Linked DNA regions of Danio rerio: regions 1 and 2 are each linked to region 3. The links are chromatin contacts, called in public Micro-C maps. All regions are on one chromosome and are shown on one strand. Each heading gives the region's core, a stretch centred on a gene start, on an enhancer-like site or on the middle of the called end of the contact. The rest is flanking DNA. Distances are from core to core; before and after follow the strand shown. Region 1 overlaps arhgap1 (Rho GTPase activating protein 1). Region 2 overlaps zgc:110699. Region 3 holds the start of syt13 (synaptotagmin XIII).

What was found. Hi-C and Micro-C count contacts between places; a contact is called where the count stands out from the background.
Region 1: a Micro-C map of caudal fin shows a contact between it and region 3, with 2.8 times the contacts expected there. The contact joins the enhancer-like site here to the promoter of syt13 in region 3. A contact is called at or near these places in 2 of 18 Hi-C or Micro-C datasets (caudal fin and an unstated tissue).
Region 2: a contact with region 3 is called in a Micro-C map of caudal fin, with 5 times the contacts expected there. The contact joins the enhancer-like site here to the promoter of syt13 in region 3. A contact is called at or near these places in 3 of 18 Hi-C or Micro-C datasets (caudal fin, hematopoietic stem cells and an unstated tissue).

What each region holds. Positions count from the first base shown.
Region 1 is chr7:38,999,364-39,003,810 of GRCz12tu, forward strand. It overlaps arhgap1 (Rho GTPase activating protein 1), which reads left to right. Exons shown (of 13, transcript NM_001017781.1): 13 at 1-145. The coding sequence ends at 33. It overlaps si:dkey-23n7.10, which reads right to left. Exons shown (of 5, transcript XM_002662848.7): 5 at 4,059-4,447. Among named protein-coding and RNA genes, the nearest start is that of si:dkey-23n7.10, 6.9 kb to the right of the region's middle. Within about 2 kb of position 2,033, at least 3 of the 62 cell types and tissues checked have an H3K27ac peak or open chromatin away from gene starts, as enhancers often do.
Region 2 is chr7:39,035,075-39,040,012 of GRCz12tu, forward strand. It overlaps zgc:110699, which reads left to right. Exons shown (of 7, transcript NM_001020806.1): 7 at 977-4,156. The coding sequence ends at 1,166. It overlaps phf21aa (PHD finger protein 21Aa), which reads right to left. Exons shown (of 15, transcript NM_001328015.1): 15 at 2,260-4,938. Among named protein-coding and RNA genes, the nearest start is that of zgc:110699, 9.8 kb to the left of the region's middle. Within about 2 kb of position 3,382, at least 1 of the 62 cell types and tissues checked has an H3K27ac peak or open chromatin away from gene starts, as enhancers often do. A contact at or near this core is called in caudal fin, where this site is marked.
Region 3 is chr7:38,930,618-38,935,158 of GRCz12tu, forward strand. syt13 (synaptotagmin XIII) reads left to right here and starts at 1,318. Exons shown (of 8, transcript NM_001017652.1): 1 at 1,318-1,570; 2 at 2,596-2,655; 3 at 3,030-3,205. The coding sequence starts at 3,032.

The DNA.
Region 1 (4,447 bases), core at 783-3,282, 69 kb after region 3:
CTCGACCTTCATCAGGACGTCTTCATCCAGTGAGGAGCAGGAGAACGTTTTCACTCCGTTTTGCTACGGTGTCCCATCCTTTGTGTCTCCCTCAGTATTGCCAAAAGCATGAGTATTTTAACTGGGTGAAGCTACGCAAAAAAAACAAAACAAAAAGGATCCTGAAGGGCACAGAGCAGTCAAGCTTTCACTCAAACTTAGGCTGTGATCAAATTTCGACAATCGTCTCCTGTTCTCACGAAGCTGCTATCAGACATAATGGTACTGCGCAGGCACACAAGTTTTATACGGTCTTTTAGCAGAGACCCGATCAATAAACCAACAAAGAGATTTTATTTTTCATTCTTTTGTGGTAGCTCATCCAAGAAAGTCAGATTTCAACTAAATGCACACGTTTTGTAAGCCATAGCTTGCACAAAGCTATGGACAAGTTTAAAGCACTACTACTCAAACTTGAAACACTTATTTTAAACACGCTTCTTATGTCATATAGTATGCGATGTTATGTATTGTCGCCAAGAGCTTTCATTTATTTGATCATATCATTATATTATTATTATTATTATTTCCTGTAGTCTCTTTCATCTTTTTTTTTTGATGGCTCAGTGGTTCCAGGAACAGGGCAGATGCTTTTATGGCCAGCAAACATTTCCTGATGCTGAATCAGATTGCAAGAAGCACTCTGGTATTTATAATTCTTTGATCTTTGATCATAAATATATATATATATATATATATATATATATATATATATATATATATATATATATATTAGGGTTGTCACAATACTGGAATTTGACATTAATCGGTGCTGAAATTTTTCCAGACGTCCATTTATAGCGAACATTTAAGCGCTGTTTAGCCATTTTTAAACGCAGCTGAATTTGTTGTGTTCATGTCATTAATGACAACAGAAATGACTGTTATTGGCTGTTAAGGTCATCAGTTCACCGAACTCACTGCTGTTTACTGTGTGTAACCACAGATACAGGGACACTGGAAAATTTTAAAGCTGTGATGTTCACTTATAGACAAACCAGCTGATCGACGTGACTTTGAAACACTCCTGTGTCCCTGTATCTGTGGTTGCGCTTAGTAAACAGTCATGAGTTCGGTGAACCGATGACATTCATAGCCAACCACAGTCATTTCTGTTGAGCACGTGAACATGATGGCAAATCAGCGCTGTTTAAGAAGGTGCTCGACAAATGTTCCCGTTTTTAAAATTTTAGTACCTATTGGTATCGGAATTTCAGTATCGTGACAAGCCTAATATATCTAAATATCTCTGCCAACATTCCCCCTTCTTTCTGAATGTGTGTATTTTGTGTGTATGTGTGGTCTGTTGAGTACTGCTGTTGTATTAATAGCCCCAGACATATTTATTTTGGCCAAAGACTATATTGTTAAATGCTTGTGTGGTCAATTTTATTTGTAACTAAAAGACGTACTGCCTGTCGGGGACAGTGCCATTACGCAAGGGCGCATTAAAAGAGTCACCTAAATAAAAAAAATAATAATAGTGAAGAACAATTTTTAAGACATTTTGTCCTGTTAGTAAAATTGTGCTTTTATCTGTGAGGAAACATATCAATGTGCGATTAGTTATTACCAGTGTCTTGAGTACATAAAAAAAAATGAATTAAAAAAACACAAGTACAGAAGCAGTTTTATCACAGGGCTCTGTTTGTGAAGGTCGACATTTCCCTTCGCATGAATTCCATGATTAATGGACACAAACGGTCTGGATTTCGCACAAAGGAGGCTTGTTTCATGGGTCTGACGTCCAAAAGAACCTTAAAGCAGGTACTTGGGTACTGATAATTTAGCACTAATGAGTTGTGTGTCATATGCCTTGATATTTGAATTGTAACTGTTTACTGTAAACGTCCCGTTCATGTCAATCCATCCGTTGAGCATTGACATGTGGACCAGTGGCTTAAATAGTTTTAGACAAGCTCCCTCAAACCCAAGTGTCTGTGTGCCTTACTGGAGTGAACTGGCGATGATCTATATTAGCTGTTGATTCCCCTTCTCTGGACAGATCTGTGAACTTTGTGCCATTTTGTTGTGTGCGTATCCAAACATCGACCTGTTTACCTGTGCTGTAGACGTGCATTTCTGGTTTCCAGGTGGAACTTTGCATTACTTCTTTTGTGAAGGTTCTTTTCTTCCATTTTGGCTGTTGAAATGTATTCTGTGCTTTTGAACTCTGTACTTTTGTATATCATGTTGTGAATTCAGAGTAATAAATTGATAGAGATGGTGTACCGTTTTTTTCCCCCTCTTTGTCTTTTTATTGGCTTTGGGACAAACCATGTGGTGAGCAAGTAAAAATACCCTATTCACTCTTTGATTGTTTTTACTTCTTTTAGATAATGTATTCTTTTGAAACAATCATTGCTACCAACATTCTCTAGAACAGGGGTGCCCAAACTTGATCATGGAGTGCCGGTGTCAAGCAAAGTTTAGTTACGATCCCAATAAGACACACCTGGGCTGGCTAATCAAGCTTTGCAGTCACACTAGAGCAGAGGTGTCAAACTCAATTCCTGGAGGGCCGAAGCCCTGCACAGATTAGTTCCAACCCTGCTTCAACACACTTTACCTGTAGGTTTCAAACAAGCCTGAAGGACTCAATTAGTTTGATCAGGTGTGTTTAATTAGGGTTGGAACTAAACTGCAGAGCTGCGGCCCTTTTGGAACTGAGTTTGACACCTGTGCACTAGAGTTTATGCGTGTGAAATTCTGTAGTACGGTGCTGTAAAAAAGGGGCAGGATTAAACAAAATGATTAGACATTTTTAAAAAAGCGAGCGATTGCTCCATATTTTAAATTCCTGTCCAGAGAAGTCATGTTTTGATCCTCGATTGGTCTCACGCAGTCAAGTACTGCGATTTGGCGATCGAGCTTGCGTTTCAAGTCTGACCTATTCACATGCGTCTGAATGGAAGTCTATGGGGAGAAAAGTCCAGTGTGACCCAGTCTACGGTGTTACCGCAGCCTTAGGCTTTCTCAAAACATCCTTGCAAGTGTGTTGAGGCAAGTTGGAGCTAAAATCTGCAGGACACCGGTCCTCCTGGACTGAGTTTGGACACCCCTGCTCTAGAAAGTTTTAAATAGACACATACATTTTACAAATAAAAACAGGAATACATTTACAGAAAGACAGTCAACAGAGAGCAAATACATATCTTACAATGAAATATCACATGGCTCAAAGCCAGGACTTCCTGTTTTAAATTAAAATTACAAATAACAATTAATAAATAGAGAGAATTAAATTAATCCAAATAAAGTGTCCAATTAAATTATTCACAAAACATTTGAGAAAGAAAAAATGTCCAAATTTGGATAAAATTGTTCTATCGCAATTTCTCTGTGCTTAAGTGTATAAAACAATAAAATACTCTTGACTTTTATTTAGATTATTTCACACTTTAAACCTTGTTGAGAAATGGGAATCAAAATAAACCTGAACCTACAAAATAACTAGCATTTTGAAGCCGCACTGTGATCCTTAAAGGGATAGTTCACCCAAAAATGAAACCTCATCATTTACTTACACTTAGTTATTTATGAATTTCCATCTTCTGTTGAACACAAAACAAGATAATGCTGGAAGAAAAGCAGCCATTCACATCCATAATAGGAGCAAAAAAAAAAATTTCAATAGAAGTGAATGGCTGTTTTTTCCAACATTCTCTAGAATTTTTTTCCTTTTGTGTTCAACAGAAGAAAGAAACTCAAACAAGTTTTGAACAATGAGAGGGCCAGTAAATGATGACAGAAATTCATTTTTGTGTGAACTATCCCTTTCAAAGGATTTTCTTATGTCATCAAATAACTATTGTTCTAAATATGCCTCTCTTGATCTTTATGGAGATCCAGAAGGGATGTGATGGTGGGGAAAAAATGGGTGGAAGAAAAATAAATTTGATGAGAGAAAAAAAAAACGAGTGATAGGAAAAAAAAAAAAAAAAAAAAAAAAATATATATATATATATATATATATATATATATATATATATATATATATATATATATATAAAGTTTTTGTGTTCCCGTTCAAAACAGTTTTTCCACAAACACTGTTCACTTCATACATGTCAACCCTCCCGTTTTTATTCTATCCCGATTTTACCATTCTATCCCGCTATCATCCTATCAATAAGTATTTTCCCTTATTTCTCCCATATTTTTAATCTTGAAAGCACGTTGAAATATTAAAATGTCTGCATTCACTTCCACCCAGTTTCCCCCCACACAATCACGTCCCTTCCAGGTCTCTGTAGCTCTTTGACATTTTTGTTGATCTCTGTAAATCATGCGGAAAAAAGATTACGTCTCTGAGACAGTACTGGGAACTGGCTGTAGAGCAGCATTTAAAACGTAATGCTGCATTGCACTTTTATTTTGGCTCTTAAAATCTTTGGACAACACTTTT
Region 2 (4,938 bases), core at 2,132-4,631, 110 kb after region 3:
GAAACCTATAACCATTGACTTTTATAGTAACCCATTATTAGGGCCAGACAAAATCTGCGGACATTTTTTGCTATTTCTATGGAGAATTTTCTAAAAAATCTGTGGATTTATGCAGATTGATTTTGGGACTATCATAACTAAAACTTTGATATGTTAAATAAAAAAAAGAAAAGCTTTTAAACTTATTTAATGTTTACAATGGAAATTCAATTAGATCCACTTATCTGGTAAACAAAGTAAGTCTATTTTATAACATGATGGTTTCACTTTATTTTGATGGTCCATTTGTTGATGTAAGTTACATCGCATCTACATGCCAACTAATTCTCATTACATTATAAGTAGACTGTTAGGTTGGGGTTGACATGTACTTCCAAAGTTTCTTATATTCGTTTAAATGTCTGTTTAAGAAGCAGTATCAGCAGATATTGAGCAGTCTGCTAATACTCAAATGGACCATCAAAATAAAGTGTTACCAATATATCAATTAAAAGACAAAAAATATTACTTTACTAACTGTTTTGAAAATAAATCAAATGAACACTTTCATATTAGTCAGTAATATTCCTGAAATTCATTTAAAAACTGAATAAATATACATTTACACATATTTTAACAAGCAAATAGACTCAATGATTAGGCTAAAAATCTGATCCCAATTTCTGCACCCGCAGATTACGTGTGGGTCTACGCCATTACTTAACCCTCCTATGAAAGTCAGTGATTACAGGCTTTAACATATTACAAAATATATTTTGTGAGTGTGTTCAACAGAAAATGGGAAACTCATAAATGTTTGGAACCAGTTGAGGTTGAGCAAAAAGTGAGCATCTTTTCATTTTGGGGTGAACTATCCCTTTAACACTTTCACTTGAGTAACATCTGTATTTTTACTGAAAGGCTTGATATGTGTAATTCGTCCAGCCTTGCTTGTTAACCCCTTCAGACCCTGCTTAAGATATGACCTGTGATGCAGGTGCAGTTTTTTCGAGCTGTCTGTAGCAGAGGACGCTTCGTCTGTGGAGGCTGCGTTTGGTCAGCTGGTGCGTGAAGTGCGTCAGGAGTTTCAGCGCCACCTGCTGGCTATGGACAAGCGCTCGCGGATGCTGCAGATGAGGCACGCGCTTAAAAACAAACTCACTCGAAGTAAAACAATGCAGTGGTGACCAGAAAGCCCCAACATGTTGCCGTTTTCATGACGTGACTACATTTCCGAGGAGAACAAGTGCCTTTTGTGACGAATTTTTGACAGACAGCAAAAAGGCGCCGTGTGTGGAAGCAACAATGACTGACTTTACAGACGCCTGGACAACCAGGTAGTCCCACTTTAAATATACGCCACAGAAAAAGCCAGAAGCTGACATGTCGGAGGAGAACAATGTAACTTCACACGGTGTAGGGAGTCAGTGGCTGCTTTCCTAATTCACATACTTCGTTACTACATAGTAACGGTCACAAAAGAAAAATGTAGCCTATACATGTACAATATTCATCAAATGTAGGAAAAAGTATGACCTATAATGTACTGTGCACGATTTTATAAGGCCACATGAGATTTGTAAATGTCAGCAAAGATGCAGAGATAGGTCATAATATGATAATGGCAAAATGGTGAATATGTAGTAGGTCTGCTTGCATTCTCATTACACACATAAATACAGAAAAGTCTAATTACTTTCTACTCACTCGTGAGAGTATGCTATTATGGAAGCAGTCAACCTCTGAGCTTTAAACTGGTATTTTAAAATGTAAAAAAAATATATATTTTAAACACTCAACATTAATCTCTTTTTGCATCCCTTTCACTGCTTTGAAGTGGAGTCCTGTGACATTCATTCTGTTTCTGTAAGTTTATGTGTGAGAAGTCATACGTGCCTATTTATGGGCTTCGTGTTCATTCTGATTAATTGAACTTGTCTAGTATTATTAAGTCAAGCTTAAAATGGCAGATGATGCACCATGTGGCAGATGATCTGTGTCTTGTGACTTGATATTTTGATGCTCTTTTGATCCAATTTCATTTTGATATGTGCCTCTCTGGGACTCAAATGTCATGTGGGAGCAGAACAAATTATATGGTGTTTTTGTTTTTATTATAGACTGCCATTTTTAGACGTTCTCTGTCCTGGAAGAGTGTAAAGTTCACTCTGAAGTAAATGTTTTCAAATGGGTTATAAGAAAGTCTATTCCATCGATATGAGTGTTCATATCTATTAATTACATCAATGCGAAATTGATCTACAGAGGAATAACAGGCTATTTAATTTACAATTTTATTTAGCAAAAATGGTAAAAATAAATAAATACAAATTGATCAAATGCTCCAGTAATATCCAGTGTCCTCAACAGAAAAAATTCATGAAGTTATATATTCAAATAACTTACACATGGATTTGAATTCTATGAGAAAAGGTAAACAGACATCAGGCAACACACAAGATTAATTATAAGAATAAAAAAACAAACATACAAAATGTATAAAAGTAAAATGAAACAGAAACGGCAATACACATCCCTTTTAAAAACTATGAAAGAATCTAGACACTTTTAATACAACAAATTGATGTAAAATGTGTTCTCAATTTATAGTTAAGGACTTTAGATTACAGACTGATATTTTCAGCTCGCAATAATCCGTCCTTGATTTTATTTTTGAGGGTTTCATCAACCTGAATGAGGTAACAGCATGAGGTGTAAGAATGTGACTCTTCATAAGCATAATTATGCGTACGTTGAAAACGTGAACAAAAGCCTGAGCTCTCAGTAAACACTATAACATCTGACAATCAGATTTCGCACACTTCAGGACACTATACCCAATTCTCGTGTGTAAGGGACATGAATGAGGAGACACAGTAGATTCCCATCTATCTCATCAGAGAACATCTGTCACAGAAGCACTGTCAGTCCTACTAGCCACATCTGGCCTTAGGATTCTTGGCCCTAAAGACGGGAGATGACATTTGCAAATGTCACATCTGATGAGCGTTTATGTAAGGGCTCTTTTCCCTTTTCTTTCTTCTTTTTTTTTCAATGCACAAGAAAACCTGACATACCAATAAACCACCAAACAGAACGCAGCTTTCCTGCGTGTCACTTTGGAATTTTCACAATTGTGACAAAATATGTTGTAGTATAATTTTTTCATCAGACAAAACATGTGAATACTAGATGGAATAAAATTAAAATGAGGGGTACATACCCAGATCATCATCCTGGGATGGAATCATTTAACCAAAAGTAAGTTCTTAGAAAGGTGAACAAACAAACCAGCAATTCATATTGTGTTTTGACAGAAGACGCAAGCACTTCAGAAAGCACTTTCCTAACGTGTAGTGGTCGGATTCGCTATACTGTCCTCACTAACACAACCACACCGGATGACAAAGTAGGTTCTGTTTCCGAAAAGGGGGGAGAAAAAAAGCACACTCTAAGACACCGACAAGTCATAACACTACGGTGAAACAGCCTAACATAGTCTATAGAACTTAAGGCAACCAATACACAGAGGCTACTGCAGGCTAGAGCTGCATGTTCAGGATCGAAAACACTCACGAACCTGAAACGAAGATATAAACACTGGAGATATTTCTGTCTTTTATCAAAAGCGACGCACCCCATGTGTGTTTGACACCGCTGTGTTTCTGGATTATTTCTTGTGCTTTTCTATTTTTATTTAAACACTATGAAAGCAGTGTCGTCTTGGCACATGATACAGTGTTCAAGCTACCGCGGCTGAATCTCTGGTGTTTGAAGTGGTCTGGCGTGTTTGTCTGTGCTTGTTCATGTTCAGTCACACACTGGAAAGCACACAGTGGTGAGAAAGAGCTCTGATATGATAGAGAAATGCAAAATGTGAAACAGAAAAAAGAAGCAAAGCTCCTAAGAAACAATGGTGGAGTAGTTGCACTAGGCATGCTGTGTTGTGCTTTTGGACAGCTTTCAGAACAGTGTTATTATCGCCTAGTAAAGTGACTCCATGTGTGTTAAAACGATACAGAACAGAAGCCCTTAAATTGGCCCATAAGCATAACGTTACTGGCACACCGGTTTTATGGGATATTTCTGACTGCATGATTCCTCGTAAGTCATTGGACAAGGCATGAGACCCCTGCTACAGTCTGGGTAAAAACAAAAACATAATCAAATCAATGTGGAAATGGAGAAGGATGAGAGAGAACCGCGCTCTCAGTAAATCACATCTGTTCAGTAGATAAGGCATGGTCAGAATTTACCTCACAGACACTTCAGGACCGACACTACGAATACTACTCTACTACTCTTAAATATCTATTTTAATGTTCAGAGTAACGTAAAAGAACAGTTCCCTGTGGCATCGATTATTTGGCAGAACAGAACTACGGATTTTTTTAATAAGAAGGAAATTATAAATAAGGTCATGTGTAAAAAATAGCAAAACATATTTACAGAAATGTTCGATTTTTTTTTCTTTAAAAACACCACAAAATAGACAAATGCAAATGATACTAGTTAAACCTCCAGCAGAACGCCTGGAAGACCTGTGTTTCTTGTCAGTGTGTGTGTGTGATAAAGACCTGTTTTTGCGCTCCATGTTCCTCTGGAGACGTGACAACTGAAAACTAGACGAAACGACTGCACCTCGGCTGCATTTCACAGACAAAAACAGACGCGTCGTATCGTTTGTCTTAGATCGGAGCTACAGGAACCTGATAGGAAGCTGCACTACTCATCTAGCAGGACGAGACCTTCACCCGATCCAGCCTTCAGAAGCCTTCCCACTCAGAGGTGCTATATGGCAACTGTATCAGGCACACAATGGTGTGATATCTTTAAATTTTATTACTCTTTTCTATATCATTATTCTTTGTAGAAATCTTCTCCGTGTGCATACGTTAGCATACACATTGCTGGTACTTTAGGAACCTTCTTCCTGCATGTAGTAAATGGCACTATGGA
Region 3 (4,541 bases), core at 68-2,567:
TGAATAAAACTTGTTGCCAATTATAAGATCGACCAAATAGAGTAATGTAGCTAACACATATATAATTTATGTAAATGATGTTTAAAAATTGACTTTGTAATGACTTTTTTAATAAACAATATAAAGCTGCAATATGTAGCCCAGAACAATATTCAACAATGAATAAATAAAAACATTTACAGCAAAACTAAGCACGTCTTGACAGAATCAATGATCCCCATTTTACATTTTTTGTCATTTACCTACTTCTCTGGCAATACTAAATAAAAAACATTATTATTTACCATTGTTAGTTCATTTCTGCAGTTAGGCCTATATATTTGTTATAATAATGAAAATACTTTAAAAACTTTAATAAACAAGTACAATCCTTTAAAGCTGAAATCTTGACTGTAGCAAAATTCAATGGATATTAAGTGGTTATATTTTAAATTATTACACATCTCAAGGCATTTTTATTAATGTGGGAAAAACACACCAACATTATAGTGACACAATGAATCATCAGTGAGAAACACAATTCTTCAGTGGTGTTACCCTGAAGAAAAGTAACACCAGCAGGAGAAACACCAGTGACAATTTTCATTAGAGAATGCAACCCATCATATTATGCTGACTTAATTAAGGAGATGAATCCATTTAAATCTTTTTTTTTTTTTTTTTTTTACAATTCCTTAAGAATAAAGGTCACATCTAGTGTTGGGGAAAGTTACTTTAAAAAGTAATGCATTACAATATTGAGTTACTCCCCCCAAAAGTAACTAGTGTACTTTTTATGGTAAGTATGTGTTACGTTACTTTTCAGTTACTTTTGCCTTACTTTTTCTGAAATGGCTGAAGCTTAATTTCTTTCAGAACTTGCAATTAACAACACACTGTATAACTTACACCCACAATTATCTTTAAAAACACATTAAGGATAATGTTATCTGAGAACTTCCTGAGCCCAGATCTATACACACCATATACAGATTATTGAGTTTAAAGCAATGTTTGCTACTTTTATTTGTCGTAAGTTAAATCACTGTCCATTGAGACAATTCCCTTTTCCTTTTCATCCATGTGTTCAAAATAATGAAGACATTCTCTCATTAACTCTGTGATAAATTGTGACTACTTTCATTTTAATTCAGCATTTTTTTAAGTTTAAAAATTAATTAAACTAAAAAAGTGACTTGCATTAAATTAGAAAAAGTTACTCAAATATTATTACTTATTTTTTCAAAAGTAGTCCGTTACTTTACTCGTTACTTAGAAAGGAATTATACTACGTAACTCGCGTTACTTCTACCTTACCCCAACACTGGTCACACCTCCAGTGTAGCAATTACCTTGTGACTGTGGTGACAAGTAGTTTTGTAGTGATTAGAATTTTACATGTTTAAAGAACAGTTATTGTTACAATGATGCCTCAAAATGGTGCGTTGTAATAGTAAATTGTAAACCTAAAGAGCTTTTCGAGTGTAATATTCTGTTAAGTATAGGAACAGAATTACTGAAATCCACGCCAGTCCAAATAGAGTCCACGTGGCATTGAAAAACATGCAATTTGGTTGTCCTTAAAAATTGGGTAAGTAAACTACCTAAGACTACTTTTTCATAAGTTAATGCCCTAGTAGTTCTACTAAAACGATTCTGTTAAGGTGATTTTTTAAGGCTGTTTAGGTTTTATTATTTTATAGCCTCAAGATGGCGTCACAGGTCTATGTTCTCTCTGGCGTTCTCAAGGTCAAAGCGATCAAACGTTGCAGCCTCATGACAAGCATTTGATTTACAGCTTCATTATTTTAAAGGAATGAATGTCAAACTTAAATATATCTTAAAGAGCAGACCTGGCCTTTTGCCTGATTAAATAACATTAATGTCCAAGCCTATTATTATTTTCTAGCCTATGGTGCTGGCTATCCTATCACTTGAAACCTTTACCATAATCTTTTTATTTCAACAAAGGTTCTTAAAGTGTAAAAAGTTTCTTTAGAAAATACTTTTATTAAGAAATGTTCAATAAGGAAACCCCAAATGTTTCTATATATTTTTCTATATGACACTTTGAAATAAACCATTAATTTTAGAGGCTATAGCACTAGTTGCACTCGAGAGTACATCATCTCAAAATGTAGGCTCATGTAATTATATTAAACATCATATTTTCTAAAAATCTATCTCAATCTTTAAAAGTCAGCATGAAACAGAATTGTGCAGTAGTTTTCTTCTCTACTGTAGTCTGAGTCAATGGCATATTGAACTGGTAAAAATGAGATTAGAAACTGATTAGATCATTAAATTACTATTGCTGTGATCGGTAAGTGACAGGTTGTTTCACCCTTGTTATCAGAGAAGAGATATTGCTGCAAGGTTTAGGAAATTATTATGATTTTTAAAAGGAAGTCACATTAATTTGCCACTGTGATATTCTCTTAAAACTTAAGAATAGTTTTTTTCATACTCTGTAACTCAAAAAGTAGCATGTGGAGCCAACAACATCAAGGCCATGGGTTCAGTTCTCAGGAAACGTGCTAGAATACAATTAAATTGATTTTGGATCATTTTAAATAAAAGAGTGACATTCCCACGCTTCATTCCTCATTATTTTAGGAATCCTTTAATACTGTAAGTGTATTTGAAGCTCTGCTACAGCTCACCCAGCGTGTGAAGGTGAGTCCGCGTAGCTCTGACGTAAAGCCTGACGTTCAGCCACTTGATGGTGAAGGGAGGTGGGCTGCAGTCACAGACTTCTTATAGAGGAGGGGTTGCCATCCATCCAAACCCCTCCCCTTTCATTACCCCATCTCTCTCTCTCTCTCTCTCTCTCTCTCTCTCTCTCTATTCATTCCTTCTGCTCTGTCTGACTGAGTTGGTTTCACACACACACTTACACACGTGCCACTCTATGTGTCTCCTCTCCTCTCTCCTCCTCTGCAAGCATGGAGTCACATCATCACTGAAGTGTGGATTTGCTCCTCTTGTTTTCTCCTCTTCTCTTCATTCGGTGTGTGTGTGTGTGTGTTTGGTTGTCTGTTCCTGGGCAGGAATGCTGGTGTCTGCGACAGCGCTGTTGGGGGCTACGCTGGGCACAGTGTCTGGAGTGTTGACACTATGTGGTCTCTCCCTGCTTTGCAAGAGCTGTAAAAAGGGGAAACTTGAGAGTGGAGATGAGGCTGACCCAGAGAAAGCCAAACCTAGTATCCTGCATACTCTGACACAGGTAAGACATACATACACTCACACTTAGCAGCAGCGAGCCAGCTGCCAGATTTAAATACAGAGCTTAGAAAATGAGAACAGATATGAGAAAATATGTTGGGATATGCAGAGAGTGAAATGTTCTGACTCACCTGAGTGGAAGGATAAAAGTGGCGCTTATGTAACGCAGGTTAGCTCACTGACACAGAAACAGTGATATTGTACTAAAAGTGATTGCTTTCTATATAAAAAACTGGTATTGCTCTATATATGCACTGCAAATCAAAAGCACATGTAACTACTGTTGTTTAATTGGGCATCGTTTTCCTTCTGGTTACTGGTGATTGGTGTAGAAAAGCTTTTTTTAATGGAGTTGTAATGAAATTTTCAGACATTTTCATTTGGTAATGAGATTTCATTGGTATTATGTGTTTTACAGTCAGTCAAGTTTATCTGAGGAATGCTGGTTACTGTTCTAATGAGAAGCAAAAGATGTTCATGAATACAGCGAGAAATCAGACAAGAGCAAACAAGATTGATCCTGTCACAGTTCTGAATCTTCTTGAAATAGAAATAAAAAATTACTTCAGTCTCCCTGAGGCCGAAAATTTTTTGATTATCAGATCTGCAAATCAAAATCAGCCATCAGTTTCTGCTCTCTCACACACAACTCAGGCTGTGTCAAAGAACACTGAGTTCGTCCAGTGACAGTCTGGTTAAGAGATGGACAAGCGTGTTATTATTAGCTTCTTCTCCGGAGTGCTTTTATAAAAGATAATTCAATTATAAATGATTTGTTCTGCCATTAATTCATTAAACACAGACAGACACACTGGTGAACACACACTACTAAATCTGACACTGAGCACTGGTGTTATTCGGCATCTGCTGAGCTTTCCCTGAAACAATCTAGAGTCATGACTCTCATAGCTGCACATACACACATGATTGTTCTTCTATCACGATCAGGGCTTTCTGTGTTATCTTGTATTGTTTTTATCTACAGCTAATAATTATTATTTTTCCCTGCCTGTAAATGCAACCCTCATTAAAACTTTAATATTCATTCACACTTTTTTTTTTCGTTGGGAACATTGAAAAATGCTAACACTAACTCACTCACTTTCCTTCAGCTTAGTCCTTGATTTTTACGTGGACCACCAATTGCTCCAGCATATGTTTTATGTGGCAGATTCCTTTCCAGCTGCAACCCAGTGCTCTATCCCATTCACTCTATCAGGGCCGCCACAGCAGATTGAACCACCAATTACCCTGGCATTTGTTTTATGCAGTGGATGCCCTTCCACTGTCCATATTTATACAAAAAAAATTGTTACTAATCATCAGTAATCTCAGTA